2 separate regions of the Mus musculus genome follow, and region 1 is linked to region 2. The links are chromatin contacts, called in public promoter capture Hi-C maps. All regions are on one chromosome and are shown on one strand. The core of a region is the stretch at or near the end of the contact, and the rest is flanking DNA. Distances in the headings are between cores, read along the strand shown.

Region 1 (3,282 bases), core at 197-2,696, 400 kb after region 2:
GGTGGTAAGGATGGGGGTGAGGATGGAGGTGAGGATGGGGGTGAGGATAGAGGTGAGGATGAGGTGAGGATGGAGGTGAGGATGGGGTGAGGATGGAGGTGAGGATGGGGGTGAGGATGGAGGTGAGGATGGAGGTGAGGATGGGGGTGAGGATGGAGGTGAGGATGGGGGTGAGGATGGAGGTGAGGATGGAGGTGAGGATGGGGGTGAGGATGGGGGTGAGGATGGAGGTGAGGATGGAGGTGAGGATGGGGGTGAGGATGGAGGTGAGGATGGAGGTGAGGATGGGGGTGAGGATAGAGGTGAGGATGAGGTGAGGATGGAGGTGAGGATGGGGTGAGGATGGAGGTGAGGATGGGGGTGAGGATGGAGGTGAGGATGGAGGTGAGGATGGGGGTGAGGATGGAGGTGAGGATGGGGTGAGGATGGAGGTGAAGATGGGTTGAAGTTGGGGTTGAGGATGGAGGTGAGGATGGGGGTGAGGATGGGGGTGAGGATGGAGGTGAGGATGGGGGTGAGGATGGAGGTGAGGATGGAGATGAGGATGGGGGTGAGGATGGGGGTGAGGATGGGGGTGAGGATGGGGGTGAGGATGGGGGTGAGGATGGAGGTGAGGATGGGGGTGAGGATGGAGGTGAGGATGGAGGTGAGGATGGAGGTGAGGATGGAGGTGAGGATGGGGGTGAGGATGTGGGTGAGGATGGAGGTGAAGATGTGGGTGAAGATGGAGGTGAGGATATAGGTGAAGATGGGGTTGAAGTTAGGGATGAGGATGGAGGTGAGTCTGAGGTGAGGGATGAGGCAAAGGCAGAGGCAAGGTTAGAAGAAAGGTATTTTTGAGTGTTTTACAGGCAGACACCATGAGAGATCTGGGGAAGCCCAAGGATAGAAGTCCTCTGTTACAGTCCTGGAGGTCCTGGCAGGGTTGGGTGACCTGTGGGGTGTCCTGTTTTTGATCCAGATGTGTTGGTGAAGCAGAACATTCATGCCACAGCATATGTGAGGGAACAGCTTGCAGAAGTTGACCCTCTCCTGTCAGGCTGGTTGTGGAAGTGAAACTAGGGTTGTCAGACATGGTAGCACCCTCTTTATCCCCTGAGCCATTTCACAGCCTCCTCCCCCCACCCCTGCCATTCTCTTTAATTTCTTGATCACTAACAAGGCTTCTAGGAACTGACACTCTTTGGGGGTGGGGTGGGGTCGTGGAGACAGATAATTCCTGGGAAAGGGCAGGCTATTTAGGGAAGGAAAGGCAGTCAGGGTGTTTAGCAGTACCCTGGTCTTCCCACTAGGTGTCACCAGTGCACCTGGTCACAGCAATCACATAGGTTTCTCCAGGTTTGCTTTGTGGGGGTCAGACTTTCTCCACTGAGAGAAGTGAAGGCTCATATGTAATAATGTTACTTCCCTAACCAGCAGCAAGGATGACTGATTAAGAGTGGGTGTCCGTGCCTGAGGCAGCTCGGTAGAGGAGCTCTCACCTAGTGTGCAAGGCTCTGGGTCCCACTCACCATACTGTGAGACAACAGAAGATCTAATGCATTTCTAGCTGTCCTTGTGTACCTCAGGAGGTTGCTTAACCCCGTGGTTTCCTTTCCTGTGAATGATGAAAACAGTTTCTTCAGTGGTTCCCGTCAGGGACAAGGGAGAGGCGGATGTCCTCCAGGCCTTGGCCCCAGAGAGTCTAGGTGCCTCGTTCCCACTGCATGTGAGGGGACTGGGAAGTCTTGAATGTGACCCTGAAGCTGGGCCCCCTTGGGTGTTTCTTTGCTCCACACTGACAGGGAATGACTGTGCCAGGTCCCTGGGTCTGGTCATCTCTATCATAATATTGTCACCGTTGGACATTCTCTGGCCCTCACTGTGTCTGAAGGAGGCAGGGTTCCCGGTATCCTGAGGCTGGGCAGGAGTGGGAGTGGCAGGTGTAGGGATATAACACTTTGAGCTTCTGCCTCCTTGTGCACTGGGTCTCAGAAGCCATGTCCACCCGAGCAGTGACTGTTGTGACCACCACTGTCATAAGAGGAACTGTTGACCGCTTTACTGTCTTCTGGAAAGTCTTACTGTCTAGTGTGTCGTCACTGGCAGACCTCAGGCTGCAGGAAGGGCCTCTGTGGCGTAGGAAGAGGAAGGAGCCTCAGTCTGCGAGGCAGCGGGAAGAGGATGTGATTCCTGGGGCTGCGGAGATCAATCAGGCAGCAAACAGGACCTGAGCTCAATCCCAGAGCCCACACACTAAAAAGTCAGCCATGGTGGCTTGTGCTTATCATCTAGCTCTGGGGGAGACAGAGACAGAGACAAGCCCTGGGACTTGCTGTCCAGCCGCAAACCAGCTACAAATTGGCCAAGTTCCAGCTTGCTTTCTGTCCCTGTGATAAACACCAAGGCCAGAGGCAACTTGGGGACAAGAGGGTTTACTTGGTTAAGTTATAACGTTTCCATCCCTGAGCGAAGTCAGGACAAGAAATAACCTGGAGGCAGAAATGAAGCTGAGGCCATGGAGGGGTGCTGCTTACTGGCTTACTCTCCATGGCTTGTTCAGACTGCTTTCTTGTACAACCTGGGACCACCTACTCAGGGGTGCCCCCATACAGTGGGCTGGGCCCCCCACATCAATCGTTAATAATAATAATAATAGTAATAGTAATAATACTCCAAGGACTCTCCCACAGGCCAATCTAATGAAGACATTTTCTCAGCTGAGGTTCCCTCTTTCTAGACAACTCTCTTTGTGTCAGCTTAACAGAAACCAGTCAGTACGGATGAGTCCCAGGTCAATGAAAGACCCTGTTTCTTTTTATTATTATTATTAGGTATTTTATTTATTTACATTTCCAGTGCTATCCCAAAAGTCCCCCATACCCTCCCCCACCCACTCCCCTACCCACCCACTCCCACTTCTTGGCCCTGGCGTTCCCCTATATTGAGTCATATAAAGTTTACACGACCAATGGGCCTCTCTTTCCACTGATGGCCGACTAGGCCATCTTCTGATATATATTGGATGGATCCCAGGGCCCCCAATGGAGGAGCTAGAGAAAATACCCAAGGGGCTAAAGGGATCCCTATAGGTGGAACAACAATATGAACTAACCAAGACCCTGTTTCAAATAGGAAAAAAATGTAGATAAAGACTGGAGTGACATCTGAAGTAATCCTCTAGACTACATATGTACACATACACAGACACATGTATGTACACACTCACATAAATGCACACACATGCTCACATGCACATCTGCATATGCATTCGCACACATAAGTGCATGTATGTACTTACAC
Region 2 (3,325 bases), core at 435-2,934:
CCGACAAGGGCCAGATCAAGAATTCTCTTTCCTGAAGTCCGGAACTGCCTCCCGAAGAAGCAAACCTCAGTGAGCACAGCTTCCAAACACTGCACTACTGGTTACAGCTCAGCTCCGTGACCAAAGTAGAGCCATGCTGGCCACTCGGGGAAATAAAAGGCCGCAAACTTACTGTCTCCTGGGCTCTCTCTGCCTCCCCCTTCTCTGTCCTTTGTGAGTCAAAATCCATTTTCTGGGCTCTGATGAGGCACAGGGACTGCTCTCCTTGCTGTTCCCAGCCAGGAACACTCTTGTGTCAACTGTCCACTCCCATTACATCATTCAAGTCAGTCCTAAAATAAAATACCACCTCCACTCGAATGTCCCCCTAACCCAGGTGACAGGTCATCACCCCGTTCAGGGGATGGACGCTTCCCTGCAGCTGTGGCCTGCCTCCTCTTCCTGTTTAGTCACTGTCTGCCAGCATATCCACTTTGTCTTCATTAAACTGTAAACTCCAAGGACACAGGGGACTTCCAGCCTTGGCTCCCTGCCCTAGCTCTAGTGCAGAGGACAGAGGCTGACAGACAGCAGGTGTACCATACACGTCCACTCAAGAAATGACACGGAGCAGAAGGAGGGTCTGGGAAGACAGCTCAGTGGAGAAGAGCAATTGCTGCTGAAACATGAGGAGTCAGGTTCGAATCTCCAGTACCCATGTGAAAAGCCAAGCATGATCACAGTTATTGCACTCCTAGAAGCTGAGGCAGGAGGAGTAACGTGGCTTGATGGCTATCAGCCTATTTCCAGACTCAGTGAGTGACCAGGCATCAAGGTAATAAGGTGGAGAGCAGGACCCTTGAAGTCTTCCTCTGGCCTCTCCGTGAGTGTGCACCAACACATACACAGTGCATATACCACATAATACACACACATATGCATACATACATACATACATACATACATACACAGGAATAACAGGAATGACCTAAGAGGTGTGGTGGTGCACACTTTTAATCCCCACATGTGGGAGCCAAAGGCAGGGGCATCTCTGCGAGGTTGAGGTCAGGCTGGTCTACATAACATTCATCCCAACCATCAAGGAATATATAGTGAAACCTTGTCTGGAAGCAAAGCAATACGAAACAAACAAACAAACAAACAAAAAAAAAATCTGAGAGGATCCTAAGAAAATAGCTATACCTTTAAGAGTTTCTAGGCCTTTTGGGGAAGATCAAGTACATGTACACACAAACACACACGGTTTGGTAGGCCTCCGTGGTTCCGATTGGGCATAAAATATTTCAAAATAGAATCTGCCTCCTGTGCCTACCCTCCGGCCCCAAGAAGTAACTAAGTAATTGCTGTGACTTGTTCCAGTCGGTTCACATCCACAAGTAGCGGCCAGGGTTCAGTGCTCGCGGTTCCCGCCTGACTCCGAGCACTGGCCCTCCTGGCCCTGGCACCTTGTCTGTGGAGAAGGTGCCCACGCTCCACCCGCCGGCAGGTATAGTTGGCTGGGCCCGCCTACTTCCGCCCCCTAGCCAATAGAGAATGCGCATGTAAATTACTCCGTTCCTACGGCCACCAATGGTTGCAAAGGCCAAACAGGTTGGCCAGGTTTCCGCTCTGAGCGAGCCGGTGCCGTTCCGCACACTCGCACCGGAGTCTGAGAGATCTAGGAGCCAGAGGCACCGGGATGGTTGGAGATAGAGAGGCCCTTGGAGCCAGGAGGGAGGCGGGGTGGAAGCTGGAGTCCGCGCCCAGGACTTGGGCTTGTCCGGCTGCCCCGCTCCGCCCCTTTCCTGCCATGTGCTCTCCTGGGTAGACCTGGCTCAGCTGCTGTCCTGTCTACAGGTTAACTGTGTGACCTTTCTCGAGGCTTTAGTTTGGAAGCTGGAAAAGACTGTAACAACGTCCTCCTTAATCTGTGCGTGAGGAGCCGTGGGCAGGACAAATGGAAGAGGCTGGGGGAACTCCCATCTTTGCAAACCTTTGTGCCTGTGGGTAAATAAAGGCATCACTCTTTAAGTGGACATGTGGACAAGCCGGATGTCCTAGTTCGATCTCACAGCACAGCAGTGGCTGCCAGCACACAAGACTGAGACCATCAACATTCTATCCTGGATGGGGTAGAGGTTCATAAGGACTCACCGTACCCTGAGGAGTTATAGGTGATTAATGTTTACTGGGAGACGGAGATCTTGTTCGTCAGTGGTACAGGCATACATGAATTGCTCTTGCTCAAGTAAATCTTTCATCTTCTTCAGGCAACGCTAATTAAACACAATGGGCAGTACACAGATATGTAGTAAGAGAGACTTGTTGGGAAGGAGGGTTTATTTAGGAAGGAGGGATAAGAGGAGGGGAGGGGGGAGAGAGGAGAAGACGACAGACAATGATAAAAGTGTCATGTGTGTGTAAAATTATGAAAGAATAACTGTGGTGGTTTGAATATGCTTGGCCCAGGGAGTGGCGCTATTAGGAGGTGTGGCCTTCTTGTTGGAGGAAGTGTATCACTATGGGAGGGGCTTTGAGCCCCTCCTCTTAGATGCCTGGAAGACAGTTCTGCTCCTGGCTTCCTTTGGATGAAGATTTAGAACTCTCAGCTTCTCCAGCACTTTGCCTGCCTGGACAGTGCCATGCTTCCTGCCTTGATAATAATGGACTGAACCTCAGAATTTGTAAGCCAGTCCTAATGAAATGATAGCCTTTTAAAGAGTTGTCTTGGTCATGGTGTCTCTTCACAGCAATGGACACCATAACTAAGAGAGTAAATTTGAGAGAGAGAGAGAAGCCCATCACACAAGAGGTAGATGGATTTTATGAGTAGCTTGAGGGCAGCCCGGTCTTCTAAGTAGTGAAACCGTAGCCTAAATAAATAAATAAATAATAAAAGACAGGTGGTAGTAGCTTATGCCTTTAGTCTGAGTACTTTGGGAGGCAGAGGCAGGCATGGTCTACAAAGTGAATTCCAGGACAGCCAGGGCAACACAGAGAAACTTTGTCTTGAGAAAGAAAGAGAGAGAGAGAGAGCAAATGAGGGTTTAGGGTGTAGGTCAGTAGAGTAGGGTGCTTGCCTACCTAGGGTCAAGGCCCAACACAACCTAAACATGTCTTTGGGGTTAGACAAACCAGCCTGTGAATGCTGGTGTTGCCGTGGCTTGTGTAGGACCCTAGGGACATGACACTACCCTCTGAATCTTGCTTTTTCAGTGCTAAAGACAGAATGGCTGGAATGCTGTCAAGATCACATGACAGTTTTCTAAGGAACAAGGCCAGGCCGGGTGTGGCTAGGACCAAGCGGCCTCCTGGAACTTCATTTCAGCATCCATCTTTCAGATAC

Evidence for each region. Capture Hi-C pulls out chosen DNA fragments and counts their contacts.
Region 1: a contact with region 2 is called in a promoter capture Hi-C map of liver. The contact joins two enhancer-like sites. A contact is called at or near these places in 2 of 9 other capture datasets (liver and pancreatic islet).

The regions. Positions count from the first base shown.
Region 1 is chr15:78,256,340-78,259,621 of GRCm38.p6, forward strand. All of the region lies in intron 7 of Ncf4 (neutrophil cytosolic factor 4), which reads left to right. Among named protein-coding and RNA genes, the nearest start is that of Ncf4, 13 kb to the left of the region's middle. Within about 2 kb of position 1,447, at least 115 of the 459 cell types and tissues checked have an H3K27ac peak or open chromatin away from gene starts, as enhancers often do. A contact at or near this core is called in liver, where this site is marked.
Region 2 is chr15:77,856,302-77,859,626 of GRCm38.p6, forward strand. No RefSeq gene overlaps it. Among named protein-coding and RNA genes, the nearest start is that of Myh9, 16 kb to the left of the region's middle. Within about 2 kb of position 1,685, at least 166 of the 459 cell types and tissues checked have an H3K27ac peak or open chromatin away from gene starts, as enhancers often do. A contact at or near this core is called in liver, where this site is marked.